Linked DNA regions of Mus musculus: region 1 is linked to region 2. Evidence: chromatin contacts called from public HiChIP or PLAC-seq data. All regions are on one chromosome and are shown on one strand. The core of a region is the stretch at or near the end of the contact, and the rest is flanking DNA. Distances in the headings are between cores, read along the strand shown. Region 1 has its middle 54 kb from the start of Gm35521. Region 2 overlaps Sgo2b (shugoshin 2B).

Evidence for each region. HiChIP or PLAC-seq counts read pairs in DNA pulled down with a chosen protein or histone mark.
Region 1: an H3K27ac HiChIP or PLAC-seq map of embryonic stem cells shows a contact between it and region 2, with 6 read pairs. The contact joins two enhancer-like sites. A contact is called at or near these places in 1 of 484 Hi-C or Micro-C datasets (embryonic stem cells) and 1 of 115 datasets of contacts at active chromatin or transcription factors (embryonic stem cells).

Annotation. Positions count from the first base shown.
Region 1 is chr8:64,364,211-64,368,989 of GRCm38.p6, forward strand. No RefSeq gene overlaps it. Among named protein-coding and RNA genes, the nearest start is that of Gm35521, 54 kb to the right of the region's middle. Within about 2 kb of position 2,176, at least 7 of the 459 cell types and tissues checked have an H3K27ac peak or open chromatin away from gene starts, as enhancers often do. A contact at or near this core is called in embryonic stem cells, where this site is marked.
Region 2 is chr8:63,927,067-63,931,225 of GRCm38.p6, forward strand. Sgo2b (shugoshin 2B) reads right to left here. Exons shown (of 8, transcript NM_001195687.1): 7 at 1-2,024. Among named protein-coding and RNA genes, the nearest start is that of Sgo2b, 23 kb to the right of the region's middle. Within about 2 kb of position 2,410, at least 9 of the 459 cell types and tissues checked have an H3K27ac peak or open chromatin away from gene starts, as enhancers often do. A contact at or near this core is called in embryonic stem cells, where this site is marked.

The DNA.
Region 1 (4,779 bases), core at 926-3,425, 440 kb after region 2:
CTAAACCAGTGCTCTAGGAAAGCATGGGAGTGAGAGCGGAGAGAACAAATAGACATGAAAGAATGTCCTAGGAAAGACAGATGTCCACAGTAGCTATCAAAGGGTGGTTCCAAGTCTTACATGTCCTTGCTGGTACAATTTCTTTGAAAATCCTGAAACCATGAAATGATATAACAGAAGTTAACATCATGGAAAATTCAAAGTAGCTCCACGTAGCTTAACTCGTGTTTCCTGGGCTTTGGCTGTGCTGCACTTGGGAAGTAGCAGTTAGGGCTCTGGGTTCAGACAAGATTTGTCCAGATAACAACAATGAAACCCAAAACAGTTAAGATACATTCGAGAATCAATATTCTTTACATTTCCCATAGTCACCAGAATGATCTGCAAATTTAGTGTTAATATTAATGACATTTTTCATAGAACTGGGAAAAAATCTTAAAATTCATATATAATCATCAGAATCCTCAAATAAAGAAAACAATTTTGAGTAAAGACAACAAAGCAAAAGGCCTTAAACTGTCTGAACTCAAAATATACACAGTGCTAGAGCAATCGAGAAAGTGTGGTATTGACAAAAAGTAAGATAAAAATTAAGACTAACAAAAATGGACAAGGGGTCCAAATTTACGTTCCTCAAGAGACATGCAAATATACCACAGTTATATGACAAAATGCTCAACAGCAGCAATCACAGAAGTGCAAATCCAAACCAAGAGGAGCTATCACCTTAAATAATAAAAACTATCGCTGGGCGTTGGTGGCGCACGCCTTTAATCCCAGCACTTGGGAGGCAGAGGCAGGCGGATTTCTGAGTTCGAGGCCAGCCTGGTCTACAAAGTGAGTTCCAGGACAGCCAGGGCTATACAGAGAAACACTGTCTCAAAAAACAAAAAACAAAACAAAACCAAAAAAAAAGCTATTATCTAAAAGACAGAAGTAGAAGGCTGGAGACAGGGCTCAGCAGTTAACAGCACTGGCTGCTCTTCCAGAGGACCTAGGCTCCATTCCTAACACCTTGTGTGACTCCAGGTCCTGAAGATAAAACACTCTCTTGGCCATACTCAGTCAAAACACCCATACACGCTAAAAGCCAGAAGAAGGAACGTGCTGGCGGGATTGAGAAGGAAACTGAACCCTTGCCCTCTGCGGCTGCTGATGCAAATGAATATCCCAATTGTGGATAAAATATTGAGATGCCTTTAGAACTTAAAAACAGAACCTCGGTGTGAACAAGCAATCCTGCTCTAGATAACATCTCCAAAAGAGATGAAACGGGGATGGCAAAGGACACCTGCACTTCCAGGGTCAGTGCAGCCATGTTTGCAGTAGCCTTCCCAGGGCTGGATCATGATTTTCCCTTAGAGAAAATTTCCAAAAAGCGTCACGACTTCATTTTTCTTTACAGCTAAATGCTGATGCATCTGTGGATGTACCACATGCTCCGTATTTATTCGGCTGTTGAAAATTTGTTTGTTTGTTGTTTCCTTTTGCTTTTTTAGAGCCAACATGTAAAAGGGAGGCTGCTGGCTCCACTTGTTCCTTGACAGAGGATGTTTTCTTTCCGCCATCACCCAGGTGTCTAAAATTGCTTCTGCAGCACGCGAGGCACCCAATGCTTCCTAATTAACATCTGACTTTTTTTTTTTCAACATTGGGAGGAAGGAAGAAAGAGAGAGGAGGTGAGAAGAGAAAGAGTGAGGGGAAAAAGACAGAGAGGGAGAGGAGGGAAGAGAGGGACTGAAAGATAAACAGAGAGAGAGAAAGAGAGAGAGAGATCGCAGAGAGACCCCAGACAAATAAAAGCAAACGTAACCCTGACATTTTAAACATATTAAACATAACTGGGAGCTTCTTCTCGTGACCCACACAGACAAAGGCGTTTATTTTGAGGGGCATTGTTAAGTGCACAATCTATGCCAACTTATGGTCCTGATAATATTGATGTTTTCACTTCCTGTTTTTCTTGAAACAAATTACTTCACACTTAGTGGATTAAGAAACAAAAACAAAAATAAAAATAAAAAAAAAGCACTTATTGACTGGGGTTAAATTGAGATGACGCTGACACCACTCCTACTGTGTGCTCTGGTGGGAGGGGGGGTTGGGGAGGGGTTTTCTGTCCTCTACCACCTTCCAGTTCTAGGGAGTTGACTCCTGGCTGCATCGCTCCACCCACTGCTTATACTTCCTTGTCAGCATGACCTCTGACCTCTTCTCAGGACCACTGTGATCAACCAGATCCTATGTGGAAGAGCAGGGATAGCCTCCGATTACCATATTCTTCACTCCCTCAAACAAAACGTATGTTCTATGTCCGTAATCATATGAACATGATCGCAGACTCCAGGGGTTAGGGTGCAACTGTCTGTAAAGGAGTCATTTTTCTGTCTGCCGCAACTGATGAGGCGCTGTCCTTCTCAGGAGTTATCTTGAGGTGAAATTTAACCAGATACTTCTATGCCTGAGATTCTTGCCTGGAGAAACAAAGAAAGCCAAGAAGGCATGCTGAGATCTGGCCGAGGTCACTTCGGCCCAAATGACAGTACTTCATCTCACCTGCCATATTCAGAAATCCCTGAACAAGGGCTCTGCTGGAAAACTCTGAAGTTTCAGTTTTGAGGTTAGCTTCAATTCCTAGCCCTCCTAAAACAAGCCATTTACCATTTCAATTGAGAGTAAAGCTAGCCTGACTTTCTACAAATAATAATAATAGCTCTCAAGTTGCCCAGCCAGGTAAATATTTCATCCGCTCCTTCTGTTCTTAAACAAATGTAAATCAATAGGTTCTCTGTACAAACGACACGGTCGTTTGTATAACTAATCACATGGCTGCACCTGACTGTAACAATAGACACGGGGTCACTTTCAAAGCGCTTTGTTCCATTGAGGGTGGGAGCGGTGGTGTTGGCATTCACAGTGGAGCGGTACCCGGTAGGCTCTGAATTATATATTAACAGTTGACTTCAGTTTCGAAAGTCACTGCTAATGTGCTCCTAATTTCAACTTGTCAATAATAGGAGCAGAACTCAAGTTCAGCCCTGGTTGGAATTAGCAGGATTTATATTAACCTCCCCAGAGGAAGTGACAGAAACAGGTAGAATAAATGCTCCTGAAGAAAACGTGACTCATGTGGAAGTTTATAATTAAATTCTGGCCCAAGCATATCAAACACCCTCACTAATGAGAGCTGGAGAGAAGATTAGTTTCCAGAGAGACACACTGTATAACAAACACAGCTGTTACCTAGGTTTACCCCTAAAATATAGTGAATAAAATGGTCTCACATTGATAAGATCTTTCCATCTAACCACTGATTTTCCTTCTTATTAGGAAAAGGAAAGCAACATCCTTGCAAGAGATCAACATTTAGTGAAATATTTACGTGGTTCGTTAACTTAACAAATAATTATGGAGGACTGAATGTGTCCCGCGCAGTGATCTAGATCCTAAAAAGGGAAAACTAAACAAAATTTAAGAGACAACTCATCCTGGAAGAGTTCACACTGAGTGGAAATTCAGGTGGTGCTCCCTAAATAAAAAGCAATGCCTAAAAACATGTTAACACTGCTACCCATCACATGAGACTTTGATATTCTCTTTTCAAAAAAAAAAAAAAAACGTTAAGACAGACCAAGCAGTAATGCTGTGGTTGTAAGCTAAAGGATGGTTTTGTATAGAGTGGTCTGGGAAAAATAAAATCCCCTTTGAGGACATAACATCTGTGCAGAACCCTAATAGAAGGGAAGACATCTTTGTGAAGATCAGAAGACCATATTTTGTACAGAGAGGAAGGAAGAGTGTGGAATAGGTTCCTGGTGCGGGGAGGTGTTTGGTGTGCTAAAGAAAAGTGAAGCCATAAGTGTGCAGAGCAAGCTAGAGGGAGTGATAAGGGATGAGGTCTGTGGGCAGTCTGGGGCCATGGGGTAAAGTTGATTCTGAAGAGAAAGGAAGAGCACTGCAGGGTGTTCAGCAGAGAAGTAGCAAGTCATGCTTTCTATTTTTAAAAGTCCCTTGTTCATGGAAAATCATGCAGGACACCAGCGTGGAAGCGTTGGTAAGACAGAGATGTTACAGGTAGAAGACTTCCGTACTTGGGCTTGTCTGGGACACTGTTGGTACATGAGGAAGGACTGACGTTCTGAAGCTAACTCTTCCTTGGAATAAGTTAAGTAAAAAACACACTATGTACGGCCCACGTTGTGAGTTTCAAGGCTACGGCAAATAGTTGTTCATCTCCTTCCTCTTCTGTCCACACCACAGACAGATCGCCTAGCTAACATTTCTTTTCCTCTGGGCCATTTACCTGGAACGTGATCATTTTGCTAGAACTTGGCCTTCCTCCTTGAGTTCTGTGAACCTCTAATCACTTTGATTTTCTCAGGCAATGCAACAAATTACTCATTTACTGTCAGAGCTGGGTACACGATGCCCAAGTGGATCTTCTGAATGCCCACCTCCCTGATCTCTGCTCCTCTTGTACACCAACGGCCACACCTCCCTACAGACCAAGGCTGGTTATCTGTGCTTTGACAGTAATTCCTCTTACTGACTCTCTGCCCCTTGGCCTGGGAGTCTTGTGTGACTGTGTAATAAACTTAAGTTCAGTAGGATGCTAAAAGCATTCTTCTTTAAAAAAAAAAATCTTTATTTATTTATTTATTTATTGTTTTAATTCATTTACATTTTGAGTGTTATCCCCTTACCCAGTTTCCTCCACTCCTGGAAACCCCCTATCCCATCCTCCCTTCCCCTGCTTCTATGTGGGTGTTCCTCCACCAC
Region 2 (4,159 bases), core at 1,160-3,659:
CTGGGAAGAATCTGTTAACCGCAGACTACACCTGTTCTTATCTCCTGCCAAACTGCTCCCTGAGTTACACGATCCCTTTCTCTTTGTTTTTTTAACCAGTGTGCAAGGATCTTGAATTGGATCATAATTTTCCTTTTTATTACTGTTGATTTCCCCCAAGTCACAACTTATAACACCTTGGCAATCTTTGACAGAGCTTTTAAAGCCATTCCCATCTTCAATAGTAGTCTCATATAGTTGGTTCATTTGAGAAATGATATCTGATATATTAACCTTCTGACCGAGCTTCTTATTTAGTGGGTCATGTGCACTTCCTCCATCATTGTCATGTATTTGGGTGATTTTAGAAATTATTTCTGTCTTTCGATTTGCCTGTTTTCTAAGCTTCTTATCTACTTTTGAATCACCTTGACAAGCAGGCTGCATATCATGGTCATGTTTTTTCAACCCCAAGAGCATTTCAGACTTATATGGCTCTGCACTATCTTGGTTACAAAGAGCAGGCATATCAGACTCACTTAAGTCTTTTAAGGTTCCAAGAATGTCTTTATCCTTTTGTAGCAAGAAAGACTTATCCTTTTCTGAACAATGAACACCTTTGTCACTACTAAAACAATTCACTCCAGAAATTACTGCTGTCTTGCGATTTACTTTCTGCCTAGGATTTTTGCTCATTTGAGACTCATTCTGAGCAGGGTATATACCAGTAATTTGCTTGTGCAGATCCATAACATTCTGGGTCTCACAGTCTCGCAAGCTTCCATTAACTCTTGTGAAGAAAAGAGGTGTATCAAATTCTTCTGTAGCTTCTAGACTTCCACTGGTGGTTACTTTATCTGCTTGGGTTTGGAAGGGAAAGTTGCCTTTTTCTAGGAAGTGCATATCTTTATCATTGTCCTCATATATTTGTTTCATGCTAGAAACTATTTTTGTTCCTCGATTTATTTTCTGCTTAGTCTTCTTTGTTAGATTTTGTTGAGCATTGACAGACTTTCTCAAGCCCAATGTTGTCTGAGCCTCATGGTCACATACATTTTCTCTGATGGAATGATCAGCTGTATGAAATTCATTTGTAACTTCTAGGCTTTCAGAAATGGTGTCCTTATCTTCTTGATTTGGAAATAAGTTACCTTTTTCTGATTTATGAATCACAAATGTCTGTCGAGAAGGGTTACTTAAATTATGATGTAGGGTTTTCTGACACAGGTCAAATTTACCATCTTGAAGGAATTTGACTGAATGTCTGGAGAAAGGGTTTGCTTCCTCTTGCTCATCTAGCATATATGTTCGCCTCCTCTTTTTATTTTGAATGTTCTCCTGATCTGAGCTGTTCTGGGGGGTTATTTTCTTTTGCGTGTTTACCTGAGATGGCTGCTCAGTACTGGAAATACAGTTTGGCTCTTCTGAATCCCCTCTGCCATCCAGGACACCAGAGCCTCTTTTTGCTCTGCTTTCATCAGTCTCTTTTTCAGCACCTACTTCTGAACCATCTTTACATTCTCTCTTTGAGCTTTCTCTCTTTTTATCAGAGCTTGCACCTTTCACTTTTCTGAAAGTCTCCTTTCTACAATCTGCCTTTTTCTTAATTTGATTTTTATTGCTCTTTGAAACTATTACAATCTTGCCTACATCAGTAGCAGTTAACTCCACATCAGCGGCTTCAGACACAGTGTTATGAAAATGAAAGTTGTCAGTTTTCTGCACTTGCTCCATGCGCTTTACATAAGGCTCACTGGAAGATTCAGAAGGTAAGCCAAGAAAACACTCGGTATTTCTTTGTGTGTTATTACTGGTTTCATTGGTATGGCCATTTATCTCATTATTCCAATTTGATCCTGGACTTGATATTGATTGGTTTTCTAAATCTGACACATACAGTATGTCTACAGTTGAAGACACACACTTCTTCCTCTGAGTAATATTTTTAAGTGTTAATTTTTCTCCCCTTCTAAGGTTGGGAGATGGACCAGTTTTCATCTCACTCGGAGAACTCTGAGGACTTTGATCTGAGTGACAATGGCTCTCTACAAAATAAAGAAAAACAAAAAATACGTAATAATCTATAGTAAACAAAGCAGATACTTAGCTGTTTCACAGAGAGAACTTCTGTTCTTCTCAGACCCTTATTCAGAATTCATGCTAATAAAAATTAGTTAGACTAACTGGAGTACTCACAGGTCACATTTTACATCTAAATCCATGAGAAATGCATACTACTGAGCATTCACTCAGCCCCCACCCCAAGACTGGAATGGGTATATACTATAATAGAGCCATTAATTCCTACTTCTAGAGCTGAAGGAGACCATGGCCTCAAATAATAATAGTAACGCTGGTGGGGAGGATACCTAAGACTGTGGAAAGAAAAACACTGTGCTCTGAGCTTAACATTTAGTGCTACACCCACTCCAGTGAAGTCTGCCTGTCTAGGTTGAAAGGCCTGGAGGCAGTCAAAAGAGGCAAAGAGTTTCAAGGAAACTCAGCCTCCTGGAATCTTGGCATTCTCATAGCCCATATACTCAAACCCTATCCCCAAGTTAGTATGGTGTATGCTCTCTTTCAGTATTGTTTTATTATAAGTGCCTTTAAAGATTGAATTCTGACATAGGTGAGCCTCCACCAGTGTTCCAAAGTCCTAGAAAATCCTTGAAGCTGAAGGTCTTGGAATTCAGTAAGAATTCAGTGAGAAGGTTACCTATTCAGTAACATTCAGATTTACTTCTAGTAGAGAAGTGAAACTAATTAGGCATTACAAAGAATGGAGCTAGAATAGCTCAGGGCTAGTCAGCAGAGTGATTACTTAGTCTCACCCAAACAAGGGAATACACAATGGCCTAGCGAATAAGAATGGGTGGGGTAACCGTGAAAGAGTTAGGGAATCTCCCTGGGACAATTTTCTTCACTAGGCCCAAAGGAACACATAATCAGGCATTTACTAAGAACCCCTGGTGGTGAATTTAGCAATAGACTAGCATTACATCTGTCTCCATTCTAAGTGGTAAACAGGGCCTGTTCCCCACCATCTTTTGATGTATGCATTCCTTTTGTTTTATGTCACTGTAACTTAGCAGATATGTTGGCCTGGTTTCTTGTTATTCTTCTATATAAAAAGTTTGATGCTCGATTTGACACATTACACTCAGATTCAATACACTCTCTCATGTTCCATCTGTTTGTCACCCCTATTCCCACCCACTCTATGCCTATCTGTCCAAGACCTTGATTAGCAGGGATTGAGGAGGGCCTGTTGAGCACCGGTCCATGGCAAATTAAGTTTCTGTATTCTAGTTTGTTAATATTTAACCAATGCATAAGCTATAGACTACATTACAGGATTATCAATTAGGAAGACCGTGTAATAAAATTAAGTTTTATTATGTTTTCTTACTAAGTCATTACTCAAGTTCATTAGCACTATGATATTTTCATTTCTGTTGCTCTGGTAAAATACAGACAATAGAACCTTAAAGGAGAATTTATTTGGTTCACAGTTCTGGGCTACAGCTCATCATTGCAAGGAAATCAAAGTGGCAGGAATTTGAAGCAGATAGCCACCCACACTCAGAGTCTTGAGAAGAGAGCAATGAATGATAGAAGCTTGTACTCAGTTTGCCTTCTTCACTCTTAAATAGTTAAGAATCTCCTGCCAAGGAAATGGTACCACCCACAGTGGACAACGCTTCCCAACTCAGTAAAATCAAGATAATTCTCCACAGTCATGTTCACAGGCAAACTTGATCTAGACTATCTCTCATTGAGATTCTCTTTCCAGATGATTCTAGACTATGTCAGCTTGAAAAATCAAAACTAACCATCATAATCACTAATTGGTTATGACCTTGAAAAAAAATCACTGTATTCACCTAGATGAACATTTTTTCATATCCATGAAAAGGAAATGAAACTAAACATATAAATGTAATGGCATTTTCAAATTACAAGCTAAGCAAAATGGAAAGCTTAGTCCTGCTCATTTTTGAAGACCGCTTCTAGACTAACAGTATTAGGTGTCCATGAATCTGACATTTGTCTGGACATTTACTTCAAGTTGAAATTTTCACCAGTAGTTTTAAATGGTAGAAGTTAGCAAGTACAAGTTACCTATACAAGAGATCTATCTAAAGGATAAACTGTTTGTACATTGTTGCCCTTAAGAAAG